7 separate regions of the Mus musculus genome follow, and all the other regions are linked to region 3. A link is a contact called in public ChIA-PET, HiChIP or PLAC-seq and promoter capture Hi-C data. All regions are on one chromosome and are shown on one strand. Each heading gives the region's core, a stretch centred on a gene start, on an enhancer-like site or on the middle of the called end of the contact. The rest is flanking DNA. Distances are from core to core; before and after follow the strand shown.

What was found. Promoter capture Hi-C pulls out the DNA fragments that hold promoters and counts their contacts. ChIA-PET counts read pairs in DNA pulled down with a chosen protein or histone mark. HiChIP or PLAC-seq counts read pairs in DNA pulled down with a chosen protein or histone mark.
Region 1: a contact with region 3 is called in a promoter capture Hi-C map of the SN4741 cell line, with 4 times the contacts expected there. The contact joins the enhancer-like site here to the promoter of Hipk3 in region 3. A contact is called at or near these places in 21 of 39 promoter capture datasets (the 3T3-L1 cell line, 3T3-L1-derived adipocytes, the HPC-7 cell line and 14 more), 2 of 15 datasets of contacts at CTCF or cohesin (the NIH/3T3 cell line and embryonic stem cells), 15 of 484 Hi-C or Micro-C datasets (the C2C12 cell line, CD8 T cells, the N1E-115 cell line and 10 more), 23 of 115 datasets of contacts at active chromatin or transcription factors (T-cell acute lymphoblastic leukemia, acute myeloid leukemia, bone marrow-derived dendritic cells and 16 more) and 3 of 9 other capture datasets (adipose tissue, embryonic stem cells and liver).
Region 2: a promoter capture Hi-C map of pre-B cells shows a contact between it and region 3, with 4 times the contacts expected there. The contact joins the promoter of Prrg4 here to the promoter of Hipk3 in region 3. A contact is called at or near these places in 1 of 39 promoter capture datasets (pre-B cells), 1 of 484 Hi-C or Micro-C datasets (embryonic stem cells) and 4 of 115 datasets of contacts at active chromatin or transcription factors (the 230-238 cell line, effector CD8 T cells, memory CD8 T cells and 1 more).
Region 4: a contact with region 3 is called in an H3K4me3 HiChIP or PLAC-seq map of bone marrow-derived macrophages, with 5 times the contacts expected there. The contact joins the promoter of Cd59b here to the promoter of Hipk3 in region 3. A contact is called at or near these places in 8 of 39 promoter capture datasets (the 3T3-L1 cell line, 3T3-L1-derived adipocytes, cranial neural crest and 4 more) and 3 of 115 datasets of contacts at active chromatin or transcription factors (bone marrow-derived macrophages and embryonic stem cells).
Region 5: a contact with region 3 is called in an RNA polymerase II ChIA-PET map of memory CD8 T cells, with 44 read pairs. The contact joins the enhancer-like site here to the promoter of Hipk3 in region 3. A contact is called at or near these places in 4 of 39 promoter capture datasets (embryonic stem cells, epiblast stem cells, frontonasal cranial neural crest and 1 more), 1 of 484 Hi-C or Micro-C datasets (CD4 T cells) and 6 of 115 datasets of contacts at active chromatin or transcription factors (SST interneurons, effector CD8 T cells, embryonic forebrain and 2 more).
Region 6: a promoter capture Hi-C map of embryonic stem cells shows a contact between it and region 3, with 2.1 times the contacts expected there. The contact joins the promoter of Cd59a here to the promoter of Hipk3 in region 3. A contact is called at or near these places in 1 of 39 promoter capture datasets (embryonic stem cells) and 2 of 115 datasets of contacts at active chromatin or transcription factors (embryonic stem cells and epiblast stem cells).
Region 7: a promoter capture Hi-C map of liver shows a contact between it and region 3, with 2.7 times the contacts expected there. The contact joins the enhancer-like site here to the promoter of Hipk3 in region 3. A contact is called at or near these places in 4 of 39 promoter capture datasets (embryonic stem cells and liver) and 1 of 115 datasets of contacts at active chromatin or transcription factors (embryonic forebrain).

Annotation. Positions count from the first base shown.
Region 1 is chr2:104,144,653-104,147,671 of GRCm38.p6, reverse strand. D430041D05Rik (RIKEN cDNA D430041D05 gene) reads left to right here. Exons shown (of 21, transcript NM_001368844.1): 21 at 1-3,019. Among named protein-coding and RNA genes, the nearest start is that of A930018P22Rik, 23 kb to the right of the region's middle. Within about 2 kb of position 1,526, at least 68 of the 459 cell types and tissues checked have an H3K27ac peak or open chromatin away from gene starts, as enhancers often do. A contact at or near this core is called in the N1E-115 cell line, the SN4741 cell line, myocytes and 1 more, where this site is marked.
Region 2 is chr2:104,848,463-104,851,312 of GRCm38.p6, reverse strand. It overlaps Prrg4 (proline rich Gla (G-carboxyglutamic acid) 4 (transmembrane)), which reads left to right and starts at 1,463. Exons shown (of 6, transcript NM_178695.5): 1 at 1,463-1,767; 2 at 2,113-2,237. The coding sequence starts at 2,135.
Region 3 is chr2:104,492,929-104,496,057 of GRCm38.p6, reverse strand. Hipk3 (homeodomain interacting protein kinase 3) reads left to right here and starts at 1,569. Exons shown (of 16, transcript NM_010434.2): 1 at 1,569-2,110.
Region 4 is chr2:104,069,681-104,072,849 of GRCm38.p6, reverse strand. Cd59b (CD59b antigen) reads right to left here and starts at 1,784. Exons shown (of 4, transcript NM_181858.2): 1 at 1,762-1,784.
Region 5 is chr2:104,175,310-104,178,394 of GRCm38.p6, reverse strand. All of the region lies in intron 16 of D430041D05Rik (RIKEN cDNA D430041D05 gene), which reads left to right. Among named protein-coding and RNA genes, the nearest start is that of Gm22501, 51 kb to the left of the region's middle. Within about 2 kb of position 1,339, at least 86 of the 459 cell types and tissues checked have an H3K27ac peak or open chromatin away from gene starts, as enhancers often do. A contact at or near this core is called in SST interneurons, effector CD8 T cells, hippocampal neurons and 1 more, where this site is marked.
Region 6 is chr2:104,094,449-104,097,478 of GRCm38.p6, reverse strand. Cd59a (CD59a antigen) reads right to left here and starts at 1,678. Exons shown (of 4, transcript NM_007652.5): 1 at 1,552-1,678.
Region 7 is chr2:104,006,375-104,009,528 of GRCm38.p6, reverse strand. All of the region lies in intron 3 of 4931422A03Rik (RIKEN cDNA 4931422A03 gene), which reads left to right. Among named protein-coding and RNA genes, the nearest start is that of Fbxo3, 20 kb to the left of the region's middle. Within about 2 kb of position 1,553, at least 3 of the 459 cell types and tissues checked have an H3K27ac peak or open chromatin away from gene starts, as enhancers often do. A contact at or near this core is called in liver, where this site is marked.

The DNA of each region.
Region 1 (3,019 bases), core at 277-2,776, 350 kb after region 3:
TAGTGGATGGACACAGGAGGAAATTTGCTGAGACAGCAGGGATGTCCTGGTATGGAGCATCAGCCTGCAGAGTCCTGGGTGGAAACACTGCCTTGTAGCTCTGGGGTACCAGCCACAGATGATCCCTCTTGTACAAATAAAACTGATTTGGGGTGCCAGAAGAAAAGGAAAACCTAAGTTTCCACCCTAGCTTTGGGAGCCATGTATGGTGTCAGTGGGACAATTTGGTGTGTATTGGGGAATATGGTCCTACCCCACCTTCACCCATGACCCATCTTGCTTCTGCTGTCCCCGTGTCCCTCCTAACCCATCTATGCATTGTCTTCATGAGTTTCTTTGGTCTTTACTGAAGGAAGAGAGAGGAGAGTAGGATTGGAACTGATTAGAATGGGAGATTCAAACTGTCAAAGCACAGAACTTTCCCAAGAAGCTGTTTTTATTTCCCTATGGCAAACTGTCCTTTCTGGAATGTTCAGAGATGATAATGTTGTGGAATCCCCAGACAAGTCTCTTGTGGGGATGATGTTAGGTAGCGAGCGCCCTTTTAGTATGCTGGTTGATCTTTCATAGTCTTAGTCTTTTGTTACTTAATAAGAAATCAGCTATAAATAAAATGTATTTTTGTAATTTCCATGTGTATATATGGTATATTTCTACCAATGGCCAGTTGTAGTCCAAATCCGAAATCAGCTTGCAGAACACTGTGGCCAGTGCAAGATTTTACTGACAGACTAATACGATGCCTAAACCTAGCCACACGGGCATTTGATGCACATGAATGAGCAAAGAGCCAAAGAAACTCAGCCTTTTCATGCAAATGGTGTAAGACTGATATCGCCAGCTACATCGCTCCACTTTATCAATAATATCAGCTTTCCATCCATGCGGCGTATCAACTTGGGACTTTGTGGACTTGGCAAATGCTTGGAATGTGAGAAAGAAGTTTCTAGACTGTATGCTTCAAAAAGACAGTGTCTAAGCTTTGGGCTCCAGTAACTTCCAGAAAGATCATGAATCCAGAGTTAACAGTGGTGTAGCTCCAGATTTCTAGGAAGATGAAGCTGCCGCTTGCTGGAGTCTTGGCAGAACCCATGAAATGTTTAGTTCATCGGGACAATTAAAATAGAGCCTGGTAAATCAGCTGCCCTTTTCAGCTAGACACCATGGGTTCCAGAAGTCTATGCAAAGAAAAGCTTAAATTAATGAAAACATTGCTATGCTCATGTTTTTCTACCATGATTAAAGTCTCCTGGGACTAAGATGTTGTTCTTTCCCTAAAGAGTCTCCTAATGGTATAGAGGTGATAGGTCCCCAGATAGGAGACTCTGAGAAGTTCAGATGGTTAAAATCATTTGATATAAAAAATGAGATGAGGTCCCAAGGGAGCCCAGAGGAGGCAGCAGTGAGCTCAGATCATCATGACCTTCCAGACAGTCACAGAAGCCATTGAGGATCTCAGTGGTTTGCAAGGAGGAAGCCAAACTCCAGACAAGTGGAGGGTGGAGCCCCAGCCTGCTGACTCATGCTCCAGCCTGCTGACTCATGTCCCAGCCTGCTGACTCATGCCCCAGCCTGCTCTCCATTTCACCACGCTGCCTGTACACTTGTTGGGGACACATTTCTTTAATTGTGCCCAGAACTTTAAAAAAAAAAAAATAGGTAGGGTTTCTGTGAGATTCCATAATACTCTTGCCAAGAAGGAGGAGGAGGAAGAAGAGGAAGAGGAAGAGAAGATGATCAATTTGGTTGTTTCCAGAGAGTTCCACTAAAGAAACTATGTCCTTAGTTGCCAGTGAAGCTTATGGGGGTAACTTACTCAATTCAGCACCGTGGATTAAAAAGGCAAGCAGGGATGCTCTGACATTCTGTCACTGCATCAGGTGATCCAGTAGGGTGGGGACATAAAGGCCTCCTGTGTGGCCTGGTACCTGAGATCTGAGGTTGTGCAGAATCAGGACGGTAACTGTGAGCTATGGAATGGGGGGACATCACCTCCGGAAGGGTTCGAAGCAGTTCACTGTCCCATGAAAGATAATGCTGTGCACTCATTATTTTAAAAGCCCAGGAGAAGAGCAACAGACAGACAGACAGACAGACAGAGAAACAAAAAAAGTAACATGCAATTTCTGAATAATCTTAATACAAGAAAGAAAATGGTAAGATCTGTGATTCAGAAGAAATCCTTCTGTGGGGGATGGTAGACTGGAGGGGCGTGACGATTCTTATATCTAAGTAAAAGCAATGTTTCCCTGCCAGGCAAAACTTGAAATAGATCAAAAACTATTGATTTCATATAAATGAGCCCCATTTTTCCCCACAGAGTACACAAGTATTCAAAAGTTCAATGAATAATGAATGTAATGGAAATTTTCAAGTTCAAGAAAAAGGTTTGGGCTTAAGCCCAATCTTAGAGTTTGGACTTCCCTTACAAAGTACAGTCCAAGACTCCCTAAGGTGTGATGTACAGTTTAGCTTGTGACCACCCTCAAAGGTGTTCTAGTCTCAAGGACCAAAAACCTGTCCAGCCTGGCTCCAGCTCAGGGACTGACTGGAAGAGACTGGGACAAAGGGCAAAGGAGACATCAGCCAGCCCACCTCTCTCTCTCTCTCTCTCTCTCTCTCTCTCTCTCTCTCTCTCTCTTTCTCTCTCTCCCACTCTCTCCTCTGCAGCTCCCATCTGTCTCTCTCAGCACATGTGTTCCACCACCCCCTCGCTTGCCTGGGCCATCCAGCGTCCCCACTAATGCATATGGAACCAAATACCAACCTCAGAACTCACACCACACCTTTCCTTCCCAGTGCAGACTACTCTTGAACTAGCATCTTTGAGCTTCCTTACACAAACGTTTGAGAACCTGATTGGTCCAGTTCATACCTGCCTGTGGTGGATAAGCCACGCTCAGGGCAGGTGCCCATCCAGTCAGCTGTAAGCAAAGAGGCAGGGTTCTGTCATATAAGCATGGTTCCTGGATTGACCCGTTTGGCAGGGGCTCTAGTTGAGGGTTGGTACCCCAAGGAA
Region 2 (2,850 bases), core at 214-2,713, 360 kb before region 3:
TAAATAAAAGTGAGAAGCATTTCTACTTAACAATAAATAGCTGCCACCTAACAAAATGTACTGAATATAATAACCAGGAGAGGCTTTTTCTGCGTACTGGAAAGGAAGTAACGAAATCTGCCCTTGCCCTAGTAGAACTTGACAGTCTACATTGTTAGATACAGATCTCAGAAAGACTCAGTTCTCCCAAAAGCAAAATGGTGTTTATCCCTCTCTTCCCAGGGCTTCCAGCCACAGGTTGTCTAAATGAGGGAGCAGGAGAATGGGTCTCCTGAGAGATACTTCCGATTCCTGTGCTCAACCATAAGGTATTTCTAGCTTCTCCACAGTCTGATCTCCACTGCTTAAGTAAGGTGAAAGAGCAGACTCCATTTTCCAGACCGCTTAAGCCTCTAGGGCGTGGGGCATGGATAGTGTTTGGAAGGAAACAAAAACAACGTCTGCAAAACATATGGAAATTCTTACTTGAATCCATTAATCAGAATAAAATAGATAATAGCCTTTCAGGGAAGAAAACAAATTTGGTGAAAAGTGAATTAACTGGAGACTAGAAAGGAGTGGGAATGCCATTTCACTGTGCTCTGTTTCAACTGTATGAAGTTCCAGGCTACTCTGGCCAAAGAGCAAAATTTAAATAGCGTTCCCAAGAGTAACAGCGCATGCTGTTTGGACATGAAGAGTGTGGTGAGACACTGTTCTCCTATCTTCTCACACCTCGAGCTCTGGGCCTCTTGAATTATTTTTAATTATATCTCTCACACAACATTTTTAAATAGAGAAATTTTCAAAATTTAACTTCATCTCATGACAATTAAGGGTGCTTATGCTCTTGCTGTTTCAAAAAAAAAAAAAGAAAAAAGAAAAAAACTCAACGAAAAGTTCAAGATCTAAGATTATTTGTTCAAGAAGGATGAACTTTTTAGCTGTCTGGGTATATGGGTAGCTACGGCCAAAGATATCTAATAAAAGCAGAAATATTCTGAGAACAAACACAATTTGTCACATTTTGTTTAAATTTACATACCGACACTAACCTAGTAGTATGGAAGATATTAAGCATCACAAGTATTCATCCACTGGAGGCTTATTAGTTAGCAGAGTGATGATATCATCACATGTCAAACAGCTTCTGGAAATTTCCACTGTAAACCCAAGGAGGGAAAGAATGAAAGTAAAAGAGGTGAAACCTTGCATTGTTGTCGTGGAAACAATTTTGACTCGGGGACATATTTGAAAGTATTTTTGTAGACAACCCAGACCTGGTGAAATACATCTGAGAACTTTGTAATTGCTATTAATTGATTTTTGGTCATGTGACAATGCAAATCACTAACAAAGTATATTTTCTCGGATGAATGCTATGTTCTCATCCCTGGACCACCCTGCGAGAACAGCTGACCGAAGGTAACCTCGGGAGGGCGCTCTGATAGGCCGCCAAAGTGTGAGCGTCCGGGTCTCAGTCGAGAAGGGCTGGGGACCGAGAGCGGGAGGTGGAGCGCTGCCAGGTGACCTCCTCGTCCGGTAGCGGTGGGAGTGGCTCCAGCACACAAGCTGGGCCCCGTGCGGCGCACGTTCCCCGAGCGCCCCTGCGCGGATCCTGGGCGCCTCTTTTGCGTCCTGGTGTCGCCTTGGAGCCGCGAAGAGCTAGGCTCCGACTGTCGCCGAGATCCAGAGGCGTCCGCGACTCAGGGCCAGGCCACCTCTCGGGCCAAGCGGATAACTCGGTTCCCGCCCAGGGGCTGCTGGAACATGCGCCCGGGGACACAGGTGCGGCGACCAGCGGCGAGGCGGGGCGGGGAGGAGTGGGAGAGTCATCCAGAGACGATGTCTCGACAGTGGCATTCCAGCACCTAGCTGCCTGTCAGCGTGGGCGAGAGTCGCGTCTGCCTGGGCCAGTGTCCGAACTCTCCTCCGCAGCTTCCCGGGAGTACCTTTTGTTCCCAGGCGCTCCGGAGGTGCCACCTGCCCGGAGCGCCTTGGGTCCCATAGATTAAGAGCGACCCGTGGGGTGCAACAGGTCGTTGTTGACTCAGTTCCGACTAAAACCCAACAGGCTGAGACTTGGCCTGCTTCTTTTCTTTTCTTTTAATGTCGTTGTCACTTTTGTTTTAGTTTGTTTGACAGTTGCTAGACTATGTTTCCACTTCTGATCGTACTCAGCCAGCTGCCCAGACTTACCCTCGCAGTTCCTCATTGTATCAGAAGCCTAAAGGATTCCGAACATGCCCCAGAAGAAGGTAAGCAAGCATGGCTGCCGATTGGGGGAAAACACTTCTGAAACCAGTTGCGGTCTACTGTGTAGATCTCAAGCCAAAGTGTGGTAGGGGGAATTACACGCCCCCGTGAACCACAGTGCAACAGCATATCCTATGTTTTAATTTGTGGCTTTCTTGTTTAGAGTTGTGGGTTTTTAACTATAATATGTACAAACGTATCTCCCTTAGTAAACAGATGTTTAACACCTGGTTTGTGGTTGACTAAATTGAAAGCCTTTTTCGAAGTCCGAAAGTCAGTGAGTTGTCGTTTCCTAGATGAAGCTGTGTGTTAGTTATAAAGAGGAAGGCTGCTTCTTGGAAGACTGACAGGGAGGCCAGACTCTTGTCAGGACTTGTTTGTGCACCGCTGGGAGTCCCCATATAGACAAGTGCTCTACCGCTGAGCCACATCCTGTCCCCTAGTCTGGATTTGTGAGATCCAGAGCAAGGGCTGGAAGGTAGGATGACCCTTCTGGTCATTGTTCCAAACGTTGTGTAGATAAAGGCAGATGCTTGAGAGATTAAGTGTAGTTTGCTGGCCCAGGATTTTCGGTTACAGGTCACAAATTGGTTCCTGCTTCCATTTAAAAAGCCT
Region 3 (3,129 bases), core at 320-2,819:
CCTCTTCATAAATGTAGCAAAATGAGGAAAGTCTTCCATTAGGAGGCTAGAGATATGCTTGCAAAAGATATGCTTGCTTGTGAAAAGTAAATTCTAATGGAGAGAGTTCTCTATTAGTGTAGATTTCTATCTCTCTCTCTCTCTCTCTTTTTTTTAGCAATAATTTGTGTTTGGTTTTCAGATTATTGCCTTAAAAGAAATCCAATGTAAATGCTAAAGAATAAAGAATGGCTCCGACATTGCCCTCCTTTTGGATGTAGAGGGTAATCTCGAGCCTCTTCCGGTTCTGTCCATCTACCCGGCGCTGGCAATAGAGACTTGCATCACTGTGGCCATCTCATGCATACACCTTTTCTAAAAATCAGTCATTAGCTTTTCTACTTTAGTCTTCACTGTACTCCTATCTTGAAGAAAACACTGGTCACTGGAAAAAGGATTATCAGTGGCCTCGAGGGGATACCCTTTCCCCCTTTAAAGACATTCTACACAGTCCTAGTTTGAAAGGCAATAGGTAAAGGACTAGTATCTACCCAGCGAGTTGACCCTCCCTTTAGCCCCAGCTGCTGCAATGGAGAATATGTGTGGAGAAATAACATCGGCAAGCTCAGTCCTTCTAGTAAAGGAAGAAAGCAAAGGACATCTCCATTATAGAGACAGAGGTGCTTGCGTTGCGGAAACGTTAAATATTAGTTTAGAACCCAGACGAAACAGGTGGCAAAATAGGTTTACTGAATGATGGGTTGCTTCGAAGATAGATGCTTTCTGGAGAGATAGATGGAGGGGAGAGGGGTGGAGACTAAAGCTTTGCTCTTTAACCTTGCTCACGTCATCGAAACTTGTCTAAACCCTTGTCTTAGCATAAGAGTTTGGACTATGCATCAGTAAGATTCTTTCATCTCAAATTCCATGGTTCTATGGTTACGTGGGTGGAAATGGACCATTCTGTCGATTTCCTAGTTTCCAGGAGCGAAGAAACTAGCTTGGGTGTGGAACTAACTCGATGGAGAATTATCAACGTAGAGGTGGGCAGCTTCTCAACCACTGTGGTGGTGCACTTGGAAAACTTCCAAGAGAGTCCGTCCCTCATTCTTTGACGTGGTGTGACAAGTCTCCTGCTGTTTTGGAATGGGGGAGCGAGAAGGACCTATTTTAGGCTTAGATTATTCATTCTCTTTCTGCGTTTTTAGACTCCTAAGATGCCAAGAAACAGATTCTAAAGGGGTGGGAAGAGAATTAGGATGGGGTAACCTGGAAAGGCCTGTGGAATCCTGCTTCCGCATCTGAACCCCTTTGGGTATTAGGATTGTCCCTTAAATGTGTATTTTTGGGCCCGGAGTCAGGTTCAGAACTGCAGAGGAGGGCTGACGGAAGCCGTTCCTCTTGGAGGGGATGGCGTGAGAGCTCAGGGTTGGATCCGCGCGGGCCGCCTGGCGGGCTGCGAGCGTCAAGGGCGCGGCTGCAGGCGGACCCTGGGGAGGGGCTTCGCGGAGGCGCCGCGGCCCTACCCGAGCGGGGCCGCCCGGGCTCGGCGCTCAGAGCGGCCGAGCGGGCGGTGGCGCTGCGGAGGCGGCGGCCGAGGCCGGCGGGCGCGCGGAGGAGGGGCCCGATATCGGGGCGGCCTGCCGCAGCTGCCCGGGTGACGACTGCCGGCAGCGCGGCGCCCCGAGGAGTCCGAGCCGCAGGCCCCGGGCGACGCGGCCTCGCAAGCAGCCCTCGTCCTCGTCTCAACTCCGGGGAAATGGGCCCTCAGCACCGCGGGCCCTGCATCCCTTGTTGCCCGTAGGCCCCGGTGGCCCGCCGGCTTGTCACTGCCCCTCTCCCCAGTCGAGCGGTCCCCACCCCAGGTCCCCGGGAAGGAAGATGAGGGAGACGGGCCCGGCGATCGGCAGCCAGAGAAGCAGCAGCAGCGGTCGGGGGAGGGTGTTTCGCCGTTTCCTCTCAGCCGCCAGGACAAGATGGCAGCGGCCGCCGAGAGGGGCTGAGCCCCGGCTGGGTGGCGCCGCCTGCTGAAGCGCTTGGCTCCGGGTCCCCGCACGGCCCCCGCGACCCACCCCGGACATGCTCAGGGCTGCGGCCGCCCGAAGCGGGGAGAGCGCGGGCCTCTAGGAAGGTAAGGAAGCCAGGCAAGGGCGGGTAGCTCGGCGCCGTCGCGGGGCCTCGGGGGCCGGGGGAACCCTCGGAGCGACGGCTCTCCGTTCCCGCCCGGTTGTCCAGTGCGGCCGGCCCGGGCGGTTCCCGAAGGCCGGCGCCAAGCCAGGCCCGAGGAGGCCGTACGCGGGGACTGCGCGTGCTTTCCGCGCGCGCTTGGCGCAGCCTCCGGGAAGCCGCCCTGGCCGCGCCGGGCTGTCCGGGCCTTCCCCCAAGCCTAGGTTGCGCAACGGCTCTTCCCAGCAACCGAAGTTTTGTTTGGTCCCACGGGGGCCCCCCGTTTCGGCTCGGCGGCTCTAGGCCGTCACTACGGAGACCTCGTTCCTTTCATTGATGGGAGCGAAGACCAACGTGCACGCACGCCGCCGCCGGAGCGCCCAGCCCCGTGGCTGCGCCGCGGAGGCTTGGTGGCCCTGTCACCGGCGTCGCGGGGCGGCGGGTTTGGAGGGTGTCAACTCTGGAGACGTGCGTGCGTGTGATTGTTGGGGAGGAGAAATGTGATCCGAGGCTTCGCGTCCCCAGCGGCGGCGGGAGGAAGGCGTGGCGGCCGCGCGGCGGGGCTGTTGCCGGCTTCTCTCGTTACGGCGGCGGCGGCCCTCTTCCCTTCGCGCTGTGGGGAGACCAGCGGAAAGGACTCGGGACCAGAATGTCTGTTTTCCTGTCTGGGGGGAGACGGCTGTTGTAAAATGGTATGTGGATCTTGGGGGAAGCCTGTTGTTTCCCAGTCTTATCTGTGCTGGAGGAATTGCGCTGAAGGGTGTGTGCGTAAATTACCTTGGACCTGTTACAGAGTAGTCACAACATGTTCGGTCCTTGAACCGTGTTTTCACAACCTCTGGCTGGCCTGCTGCTGGCGAATTTGTTTTTCCACCTGTCAGTTCGCAGCTTATAAGGAGCTTCTATTAGCAGCAGCAGCAGCCGGTCCCCCCCCCCCCTCCCCGGCCCCCCTTAGGTTTCAGATTATGGCCCAGTTTACAGGGA
Region 4 (3,169 bases), core at 535-3,034, 420 kb after region 3:
GCTGGATTCGTGGAAAGGTATTGTGTGAATTTGGTTTTGTCATGGAATACTCTGGTTTCTCCATCTATGGTAATTGAGAGTTTTGCTGGGTATAGTAGCCTGTGCTGACATTTGTGTTCTCTTAGGGTCTGTATAACATCTGTCCAGGATCTTCTGGCTTTCATAGTCTCTGGTGAGAAGTCTGGTGTAATTCTGATAGGTCTGCCTTTATATGTTACTTGACCTTTTTCCCTTACTGCTTTTAATATTCTATCTTTATTTAGTGGATTTGTTGTTCTGATTATTATGTGTCGGGAGGAATTTCTTTTCTGGTCCAGTCTATTTGGAGTTCTGTAGGCTTCTTGTAAGTTCATGGGCATCTCTTTTTTTAGGTTAGGGAAGTTTTCTTCTATGATTTTGTTGAAGACATGTACTAGCCCTTTAAGTTGGGAATCTTTGCTCTCTTCTATACCTATTATCCTTAGGATTGGTCGTCTCATTGTGTCCTGGATTTCCTGGATGTTTTGGGTTAGGAGCTTTTTACGTTTTGCAAACAAATGCAAATCAAATTTCTTTAATTGTTGTGTCCATGTTCTCTATGGAATCTTCTGCACCTGAGATTCTCTCTCCCATCTCTTATATTCTGTTGCTGATATTCATATCTATGGTTCCTGATTTCTTTCCTAGGGTTTCTATCTCCATAGTTGTCTCCCTTTGGGTTTTCTTCATTGTTTCTACTTCCATTTTTAGATCTTGGATGGTTTAGTTCAATTCCATCACCTGTTTGGTTGTGTTTTCCTGTAATTCTTTAAGGGATTTTTGTGTTTCCTCTTTAACGTCTTCTACCTGTTTAGCAGTGTTCTCCTGTAATTCCTTGAGGGATTTTTGTGCTTCCTCTTTAAGGGCTTCTACCTGTTTAGCAGTGTTCTCCTGTATTTCTTTAAGTGAGTTATTAATTTCCTTCTTAATATCCTCTACCAGCATCATGAGATATGATTTTTAGATCCGAATCTTGCTTTTCAGGTGTGTTGGGGTATCCAGGACTCGCTGTGGTGGGTGTACTGGGTTCTGATGATGTCCAGTGGTCCTGGTTTCTGTTAGTAAGATTCTTTCATTTGCCTTTCGCCATCTGGTAATCTCTGGTGTTATATGTTCTTGTCTCTGGCTAGAGCTTGTTCCTCCTGTTATTCTTTAGCTTCTGTCAGCACTCCTGGAAGACCAACTCTCTCCTGTGTCCCAGTAGTCAGAACACACTCTGCAGGCAAGCTCTCCTCATGCAGGGAAGGTGCACAGAAGTCTGGAGTTCAGATCCACCTCCTGATTCCTGGGGTCAGAGCCCTCCCTGGAGGCTGACTCTCCTCTGGCAGGGAAGGGGTCCAGGGGTTTGGATCTCAGCTGTCTCCTGCCTGAGGATGAAGGCCCAAAGAGACCCTGTCCAAGAAGCTCTATTGCTTCTGCCGCCCATGTGCTCTCCTGCATAGACTGGTCTCAGTGATCCCAAGATTCTGGGTGTGCTAGGGCCTGCCTTTGTCCTTTGACCGTGTTGCTGCTAGCACTAGACCCTCTGGGTTTTTTGGAACTGATGTTGCGTTCTACTCACCAGTGATCTCAAGGACCCGGCTGTGCCAGGGTGCCTGCAGCTTGGAGAGTCCTCTGGGGACCTTAGGGCCCTCCCCCGAAGATCAGGCTGATGTACTTTAAGGCTGAGCATATCATAACAAATAAAGTTGCAACATCATCACCCTATAAGAAGTTCTGAGAGGGCCAATGGGATGGTATTACCTGATCCAAGGCAACAGGGCAGTCTCAAAATCACTTTGGATGTATCTTGCTTTTACTTACCAAGGTCTGGAAGCTAAGTGGCTTAACATAACCCAGTGTTAGCAGTCTCATGGGCCTTACGGGCTTGGACATGCTATAGCTAAGCCTACAACAGACCCCAAAATTCCTTTCTTCAGTTCAAAGCAGAAATTACATCAGCAGCTTAGGACAAAGCAAAACACCATCACAATGGAAAGGCCCCTCCCAGCCACCTGGTGGCTCCATAAGCACTTCAGAGCTCTTGAAATTGCACAGATCTGGACTTCACCTAAAATGGCCTCAGTCTCTTAACAACTTATCTCAGGACCCTAAATCCCTGGTTCATCCCGCTACTCCCACCCTAAAGTTCATTTGATTTTGTTTTTGTTTTCCTTCTACTTCTTTCAACCCGCCCAGTGAAAAGGGAGGTTTTTCATTTATAGCAAAGTACATGCCAAACGTTTTTCAGCATGGTCAAGGCATAATGTCGTTCTGTCACGGTCATTCGGTGTGTCAGCCCGGAAGAACTGGAGAAAAGATTCCCTGAGGTGGGTCTCCGGAACATTGGCTGTTTTCCACATTCCAGGAGATCAACCGTGAGCTACCTTAGTGCTCACCACCACCCTGTGAAATAAGTCCTTTCCCTTTACTGATGAGAAAATAAGATTTAATAGCTTGCTTTCGACTACCTAGGAACGAAAAGAAGAGGTTCTTTTTAAAGTCCGCACTCAAACTGCAGGGTGGCCGGGCCCATGCACCAAAGATATACACTAGAGCAGCTACAGATTTGGACCTCAGCAAGAAGAACTGCAGTGAGTTCTTTGAGCTTTGAGACTGAGGTTAGCCCTCGCCGCCCCCCCCCCCGCCCCCTCCTTCTGCAGACCGCATTCTCTGAGAGACGGGGCTGCCCTGGAGTCAGGCGCTCAGGTAATGCAGAGCTCCAGCAACCACTGAGTAGGAAGCAGAGCGCAGGCTGCAGCACACGAAATCTATAACAAAAAAAAAGGTCAGAGGTACAGGCCTGAGAGAGGCCTCCAGAGGGAGGAGCAAGGACAACTTACCGCACCGCCCAGCCCGGACGCATGCGCTGCCGAAGCACCCCCACCTCCCACCCGAGGCTCTGCTCCAGCCAACTCTGTGCCCTTGCTTACCTGCAGCCTCAGAGTCAGTTAGATCCTGCACTATACACTTTTCAGATCGCCAGTGACTGTGCTCATGCTCTGGCTGCTGACAGTAATTAGCACTGGGACCCAACTCCACTGGCCACGCCCAAGAATTGATGGCCACACCCCCACCCCACCCCTGTGAGCCTATGCCTCCTAGTCACTGCCTTTTCCTCTGTCAGAGAGCATTTGGCTGCCAGGACCAGACTCTCTGGAAACCTAGGATA
Region 5 (3,085 bases), core at 90-2,589, 320 kb after region 3:
CTGACTCACAGACAAGGTCCTCCCTGTCCCTTCCTGGCCTGCAGCACCAGCTCAGCCTTGGTGATTAATCTCAAAGTAAAACACAAAGCAGCTTTCTGTGATGCTTTCAGACTGACTCCTGTTTGAAACAGTTAAAACTAGTGTTATTTGGGTGACTTTGGCTTATAGATTACCTTCAAAGCTCACAAGCAACACAGGGGACTGTGCTGTGGTTTCTGGAGCTGAACTACCACCTAGCTGTGTGAATTATGAGTAGTTGTTTCACCTGCCTGTTCTTTAGGGTGCTTGTGTATAAAATGGGCATGCATGTGGTCCTACCACATGGGATTACCGTGAGAACAAACGGGCTGATGCTGGTGATGCTGTATGGAGGTGGGAGGCAGGAAACAGTGGTACCCATGGCTTTCAGACTCCACCAGGGGTGAGCGATCCCTTGTCTTCTGTCTTTCTATCCCAGTCCTGTAGGCATCTTCCATCTGCTGTGAAGTGTATTCTACACCAAGGAAAGTTCTAACCATACCCAAAGGGAGCCTTCGCGGGTATGGTGTGACTGGAGATGGGTTTGGTGATGGGGACCCGAGACCTTTCCTGTTACTCCAGCACATGGATACACCACCCAAGGTGACCTCTAAGGTCATACTTTCCCAAACAGTGTGGGCCAGTGGGATATTTTAACCCACTCAGTATTAAACCCCCACTGCATGTGAAGAGCAGCCGCCTATGGGACAGAAGTGCTGGAGTCTGCCCCATCAGGCTCCTGCCGCATGCTAGAGAGCTTTGCACAGGAGCAGAAATGACCGTGAAGACTTGGATACCTCTGTCTCTCACTGTCCTGTCTGTGCGGTCTCAGTTTTCACTGCCTGGAAGATTAAAAGTCAATTAGGAAACCACATCCTGTCTCTTCAGCTCACCCAGAATGCAGAAACCACACTTGTCTCCTCACTCTGTGGCCTAGATGATTCCAGTGGGCCAGCGGAATGAAATGGGGATTTCTGTAAGAGAGAAGTCACCAAACTCCTTAGACCCCAACCTGTGCCACTAAGAGCCAGTCTCGTTTTATTGGTGGAGACTCGTCTGCGATGTGGGCTCAGAAGGAAGTGGCTGCAAAGGCCTCCCCACTCCTCTGTCAGCCTTCCACAAAGGCAGAGCCCCTGGAGTTTGTTTTCCAGAAGTAGCTTTCTAAATATATCCCTGCTTCCGGCAAGGCAGGCAGGCACATGGGCCTGCGAGATCCAGAGCAGGCATGAAATAGGGGGAAACTGCCGTGTTTTGTGTGGGCTCTGGGACCGTGATTGGTGGAGAGAGACAGGGAACCAGATACATTTCTCATGCCTGGGGTCCACCCTCAGCCTGCTCTGGGCCCTTGCCAGGCAGATGTCGGATCTGTGGAGACTGTTCTCCTGGCAGGGTGGAGCTGCCGATTAGCACCAGGCAGAAAACAGTCTTGTGGCAAATTGGAGGCAAGGGTGGGGGCTTTTCAAAGTCTTGCATTCTGAAGTGCAGTGTTCTGGTGAAGCAAATCTGGAAAGTAGAGACCTGTAAAACATTCCTCTACGTTGGGGCCCGTGCCTGGGATTCTAGATTGCATGCTTTTGAAAGTTTCGCTTGCAATATGACTGTCTCGTTCGTCCTAAAACTGTGAAAACATCTTTCCTGCTAACGACCTTTAGCTGGCTGTTCTTTAGGGCTTCGAAACTATTTTTGCACCATTTCATTCCATGAATATCTGTTGTGGTCTCACTACATGCCATCTGGGGACTCAGTCCAGGAGAAGAACAGAATTAAAGGCACAGAGATGGACACGGGCATGCCAGAGGGACACTGGAGGGCCAGGAAGAAGCTGAGGCTGTAGAGAATGACAGGAGCGGATCTTGCTGTCTCAGCCAAACGTAAAGGTCTTCAGGAAGGTGGCTTCTGAGAAGGGACCTCAAAGAAGAGAGCCACACACATTAGCTCCGGAGAAATAGCATGCGTCCCCCTCCCCCCCCCCGCCCCCCCGCTTCTAATCCATCAACAAGCACTGCTGGTCCTTTGCCAAAATGTCTGGAACTCACTGGCATTGTCTCTGCCCATGACCACTCTCATCAAACGCCTGCCATCTCTTCTTGCCTGGAGCATTGCAAGAGCCTCCTAAGTAACTCCCCATAAATTCCAGCCACGCTTCCCTCCTGCTTAGAAGTCTCTAGGTGTCTGCAATTGCCCTTTGAAAACAGTCCAGCCTTCTTACTGTGGCCTTTGGGACCTTGTCGGGTCAGTCCCAATTCTGACAATTTGGCCTTCAGCCACAAGGTTATGTCTTGGTTTGCCAGGACACAAAATGGTGTCAACAAGGGAAGTTGGCGTCCTCAGAGCTTTAGGGACTCAAAGTCTTGGGTCACCGTGTGAGCAGGACTCGTTTGCTGTAGGGAGCGGTGGAGAGAATCTCTTCCCTCCTTGGTGTGCGGATGGAAGTCCTGCCAAGTGCTCACGCTGTCTTCCTCTGTGGATGTCTGTGTCCATATGTCCACCCTTAGAGAGACATCTGTACTGTTGAGCTAGGGTGCACTCAGATAACTTCATTTTAACTTAATCAACCTCTAAAACTCTGACCTTCCAACCAGGATCACATTCTGAGGTCCTGGGGAGTACCACTGCAGGGTATGAATTTGGGGGTCACAATTTCATTCCATAATGGTCCTTTCTCTGTTGCACATTCCAAGCCCTTTCCTACCGTAAGACTTTCTGTTAGACTGCCCTGTAGTAAGTACATAGCCAGCCCCTTTGCCTTCAGGTCTTCGGTAATATCACCTCCTTAGGCAGATCTTCCTTGAGCAGCCCCCACCAAACCAGCTATGCTGTTCCAACCCATTTTATTTCTTTTATCATGGTGAAACTGATATATTATAGTAAACTGTTCATATCTGCAGTAAATGGGCATACCCTTGTGACCATCAGCCTAATCAAAATACGAAACATTTTCCTCTCTCTCATACACCCCAGATAGTTCCCTCTCTCTTCTTTCAAGCACTACCTGTCCAGGGGCGACTGCCTATCTGATATCCACCATCACAGCCCTGCTTCTCCTGGACTCTTCTAAATGAATTGT
Region 6 (3,030 bases), core at 429-2,928, 400 kb after region 3:
AGCTATTGGATGGAACACAGGGCTCCCAATGGAGGAGCTAGAGAAAGTACCCAAGGAGCTGAAGGAGTCTGCAACCCTGGAGGTGAAACAACAATATGAACTAACCAGTACCCCGGAGCTCTTGACTCTAGTTGCATATGTATCAGAAGATGGCCTAGTTGGCCATCAGTGGAAAGAGAGGCCCATTGATCTAGCAAACTTTATATGCCCCAGTACAGGGGAATGCCAGGGCCAAGAAGTGGGAGTGGGTGGATAGGGGAGGGGGGGAGAGTGTAGGGGACTTTTGGGATAGCATTTGAAATGTAAATGAAATAAATACCTAATAAAAAAGTGGGGGGGGGGGGAGAAAAGGTTCTGAGAGGGCTAGAGGGATGGAATTACCTGATCCAAGACAACAGGGCAGTCTCAAAATCACTTTGGATGTATCTTGCTTTTTACTTACCAAGGTCTGGAAGCTAAGTGACTTAACATAACCCAGTGTTAGCAGTCTCATGGGCCTTACGGGCTTGGACATGCTGTAGCTAAGCCTACAACAGACCCCAAAAGTCCTTTCTTCAGTTCAAAGCAGTAATTACATCAGCAGCTTAGGACAAAGCAAAACACCATCACAATGGAAAGGCCCCTCCCAGCCACCTGGTGGCTCCATAAGCACTTCAGAGCTCTTGAAATTGCACAGATCTGGACTTCACCTAAAATGGCCTCAGTCTCTTAACAACTTATCTCAGGATCCTAAATCCCTGGCTCATCCCAACTCCCACCCTAAAGTCCATTTGATTTTGTTTTTGTTTTCCTTCTACTTCTTTCAACCCGCCCAGTGAAAAGGGAGGTTTTTCATTTATAGCAAAGTACATGCCAAACGTTTTTCAGCATGGTCAGGGCATAATGAGGTAACTCCTCCTTAGTCTTCCCAGAAGGATAACAGCAAATGTTGTGAGCTCCCTTGATTGTCGTTCTGACGCGGTCATTCTGTGTGTCTGGCCGGAAGGACTGGAGAAAAGGTGCCCTGAGGTGGGTCTCCGGAACATTGGCTGTTTTCCACATTCCAGGAGATCAACCATGAGCTACCTTAGTGCTCACCACTACCCTGTGAAATAAGTCCTTTCCCTTTACTGATGAGAAAATAGGATTTAATAGCTTCCTTTCGACACCTACGAACGAAAAGGAAAGGTTCTTTTCAAAGTCTGCCCTCAGACTGCAAGGTGGCCGGGCCCATGGACCAAAGATATCCACTAGAGCAGCTACAGATTTGGACCTCAGCAAGAACTGCAGTGAGTTCTTCCAAGCTGAGGTTAGCCCTCAGGCCCCGGGAGACCGACTTCACTGAGAGGCCAGGGGTGCCCTGGAGTCAGGCGCTCAGGGAATGCCTAGCTCCAGCAACCGCTGAGTAGGAAGCAGAGTGCAGGCTGCGGCAAGAAATCGCTATAACAAAAAAGGTCAGAGGTACAGGCCTGAGAGAGGCCTCCCGAGGGACAGCCCGGACGCATGCGCTGCCGAAGCACCCCCACCTTCCACCCGAGGCTCCGCTCCAGCCAACTCTGTGCCCTTGCTTACCTGCAATCTTAGAGTCAGCTAGATCCTGCTCTAGACACTTTTCAGATCGCCAGTGACTGTGCTCATGCTCTGACTGCTGACAGTACACAGCAATGCAAACCAAATCCACTGGCCACGCCCAAGAACTGATGGCCACACCCCCACCACACCCCCTGGGCTCCTATGCCTTCTAGTCACTGCCTTTTCCTCTGTCAGAGAGCATTTGGCTGCCAGAACCAGAATCTCTGGAAACCTAGGATACAGGAAAGGCTTGCATTTCCCTCTGATTTCTTACTCCTAACTAACACCCTAAAAGGCTCTTGATTTTCCCTTTCTTTAAAAACAAACAAACAAACAAACAAACAAAACCACAATGTTTTTGTGCCCATGTTTGCTAGTGCCCAGAACTATCTCTTGACAAATCATAGATATCTTTCCAGGCCATACATCGTGGCTTGCTCCTACTCTCAGGTCCTGACAGCCTCCAAATACTCTTCAGACACAAATGCCATCTATTTTGTTTGGAATGAAGACAAAATCCCGTTGGTCATTAGAAACCTTTGTGGACTGGCCAGGGGCCAGAACTACGTGAAGTTGTGATACAGAGGTGCCTTTATCATTTGGAAAGACTCATAAGCAGGAAGGAAGCCAGAGGGGAACAATAATTTTTTTTAAAATATTTATTTACTTATTTATGTAGCTGTCTTCAGACACTCCAGAAGAGGGCATCAGATTTCGTTACGGATAGTTGTGAGCCACCATATGGTTGCTGGGATTTGAACTCAGGACCTTTGGAAGAGCAGTCGACGCTCTTAACTGCTCAGCCATCTCTCCAGCTCCGGGAACAATAATTTTAAAAAGAGTAAACATTCCAAGAGGCTGGCCTCCTAAGGGAACAAGAAATGCTCTGTTGGTTTTTCTTTTTTTAAGTCTTTCTGCCCACAGGAACATTTCCTGGTGGGGCTGTTGTTGTTGTTGTTGTCGTCGTCGTAGTCGTCCTCGTCCTTGTTTGTTTTCACCTGTAGTATCTATCCCCTGGCATGCAGTGAGTCTGTATCTGCTGTGTCCCAAATGACAAAGGAGGTCAGGAACATCCACTCTTTCCCTAGCCTACCAACAATTACAGAGTCTCCGAGCTATAGAAGAAGTACATAAAACACTTGTAGACCAAAACAAATAGGAAGAGTGGGGAGTCACCAGCTAGGATGCCCTAAACAGATTTGTGCTATTTGTCCTCTTGTACAAACTTTGATTTCTAGGATGGGATGGGCACAGAGTACCCTACTGGGCTTGGTCCTGAACCATTTTAAGGACTTTCACCTAGTCTCAGAAGACTCTGGTCCCCACAAACTCACCAACTTTTGCAGGAACAAATGACCCATCTATAAAGCAGCATGGCCTGAGGAGAGGACTTTCCATCTCCCCATCATTTACAGGGTGAAGGCTGTGGTTTTGGAGCCCAGGGCCACCTGGACCAAGCTCTCTATATATCACCACATG
Region 7 (3,154 bases), core at 304-2,803, 490 kb after region 3:
GCTAGAGAAAGTACCCAAGGAGCTAAAGGGATCTTCAACCCTATAGGTGGAACAACATTATGAACTAACCAGTACCCCTGAGCTCTTGACTCTAGCTGCATATGTATCAAAAGATGGCCTAGTCGGCCATCACTGGAAAGAGAGGCCCATTGGACACGCAGACTTTGTGTGTCCCGGTACAGGGGAACGCCAGGGCCAAAGGGGGGGAGTGGGTGGGTAGGGGAGTGGGGGTGGGTGGGTAAGGGGGACTTTTGGTATAGCATTGGAAATGTAAATGAGCTAAATACCTAATAAAAAATGGAAAAAAAAAAAAAAAAAAAATTGAACTTATAAAAGATAAGTTAAATAAATGTAGCATAGTCTGCCCCCTCCGCTGATCGGCAGCTGGAGAGCAGACCCATATGAACTGTATCCCCAACTCAGGGCATGTCCCGAAAAAGCCAGGAATAAACACACAGGCAAATGGTCAACACTTGACTCAGGGCCATCTCTTCTGTCCCAGCTAGCTTTGCATTTGTACTAGTTTGCCAAGTCCTTGGATGGCTCACTTGGATAAGTTCACTGACCTGGTCTTTCAAATTTGATTTTAATATACCCATGAGTTCATATTTTTTCCTTCCACAGCACACACATAGAGGTGAGAAGGGATCTTTCAGAGGCCAGCTCTCCCCTTTTACCACACAGAGTCCAGGGATCAAACTCAGGTGATCAGACTTGGTGACAAAACCCTACTTAGTTATCCACTGGAACAAAAGACGGACAGAGAGCTGGGTCTGGTGGTCTGGGCTTTTAGTTGGAGAAGCTGCAGGATGGTGGAATGTCAGTGTTTGGATTATATGGAGCTGAATAGATGTGTTTAGCTAATCTCATTATGGGCAGTCTCTGTAAGGGAATGACTATTTCAAGTTTAAGACTCAAAAAGATTATGGAGGGGATGTAGAAAGGTCAGAGGACCTTCACCTGGGTATTTAGCCAGCTCTTCAAAGCAGTTATATACAATTCTGCCCTAATTGCACTTGGCCTTGGGGGAATCTCAGGGAAGGGCTAGAGGAGGGGGCTCCATCTATGCAGCCACGGGGAAGCCATTGTACCTGTTAGGTGCAGACTTTCCAGGGTGACTGTTTTAAGGTCACCTATGCCCCTGCCCATAATCTCTCACCCATTGCTCGTTAATAAACTCATGAACTTTGGTGAAATTGAACTTTGGTTTGTCGCTGTGGTCTTATTTGAGCTGGACATTGTCCAGCCCCCTCCAAAGGGCAAATATTCTCCAGTGGATAACTAAGTAGGGTTTTGTCACCAAGTCTGATCACCTGAGTTTGATCCCTGGACTCTGTGTGGTAAAAGGGGAGAGCTGGCCTCTGAAAGATCCCTTCTCACCTCTATGTGTGTGCTGTGGAAGGAAAAAATATGAACTCATGGGTATATTAAAATCAAATTTGAAAGACCAGGTCAGTGAACTTATTGAATACACCAAACCAAAGGAGGATGCAGTGCCCTTGCCTGACGGACCTCATGAAGAGGAGGACACTGAGTGCTGGGACAGCAAAGGCTACAACCAACCTGCCGTCTGACCAACTGCCTTGTGCATCGAGGGAAGGACAAACTCTCAACTGTCCCTAGGGCTCAGCTCAGCCACAGCTGTGGATACAGTACACTTAAATTCCCAGCTGCACGAACATCTGTTTCTCCATCTGGAGGGTTTCTGTACCTCACCTTCTTAGTCCTGTGGTCCTCTGACTTGACTCTATGGCCTCCAGGGTCCTGATAGCACCCACATCCACATTCTGATTCAATCCTGAGGCCCAGCTCAACTTTACACCTCTGCCCGATTCTTTTGGAGACAACTCCAGCATCCCTCCAATAGGGTTCATTACCCAACAATAACTGCTCCTGAGACCTTGTAGAGAGGAGCCTTGGTGTTCTGACCCTTTCTTTCAGGTCTCCTCCCCAGTGACACTGGGTTTTTTAACCCAGTACTGTGTATCTGAGTTCTCAAACATTTAGGACATAGGCTCCTGTGTTCTGCCTCCTCATCTTCCCTTCACCAACCTAGTCCCAACACCTCTCATGACAGAATCTTCAGGGGACGGAAGTGTTGAGGGACCAGGGAGTGCATCGGGGCTGACCTCCTGCAAGATGCTGCTCAGCCTGAACTCCCCGCTAAAAGGATGGCACCTCCAAACTTGTTCCCATGGGCCTTCCCCTGGGGGTACTTCATGAATGCCTGCCATTCCTCCAGCTTTGATTTCTTGTAGATTTTTTACACAGAATTCATTCTTATTTGGGTCTTCCCAGGCTGAAGAAACAAGATCTCTTCACTCCAAGGTGTTTTCTACTTTAGGGGCAGTAGGACCGGAAAAGCCAATAAATGAGGTGGACTAAAGTCTCACATAGTAGCCAAGTTTGTTCAGAGCATCTGACAATTTATACTCTGAGGATTAAGTACAGTGCCAGGAGTAAATCATACAATGACAAGAACAAGCTTCAAGCCGAGGGTAAGCAGCGTGTGGGAGACCCCCCTGCATGTGGTGGACAAGCTACACATGGAAGTCCCACTGGGCCAAAAAAAAAAAATGTTTTCCCACAGAGGCAAAGAAACAAATACAATAGCCAGCTGTAACGAGTAATCTGAAGTAAACGCCTCACTCCTATCCGCTATACCTGGGAGGAACAAAAAAATAACAAACCACATTCTAAGAACAATGTCATGTTTTGGAAGCAATTGAGGTCACAAGACTCTTGTTGGAGTTTTCTCACAAGCACTCAGAATTCTCATACGACTCCATTCTTGGACTCTGCAGGCTGTGGACACCTAGGCATGAATCTTCATGGACATTCAACTTGGCAGAGTCAACCCTAAGACTTTACAAAGTGTTTGGAACTATATTTGTTGCTTTTGTTGTTACTGTGTCCATATACTTGAGGAAAAGAGACCCAAGAAATGAAGGGTTTGGTTTGGCTTAGAGTCCAAAGAGAGAGACAGTCTATTAGAGTCTGTGTTGTATCGTTGTAGTGTTGTGTAGTGTAGTGTTGTAGTGTTGTCGAGTCTGTGTTGTAGTTAGCTTCTCTGTTGCCGTGATGATACTCATGACCAAATGCATCTTGGGGAGAAAGGGGCTTCCATGCTATCATTGCGGGAAATTGGACTGAA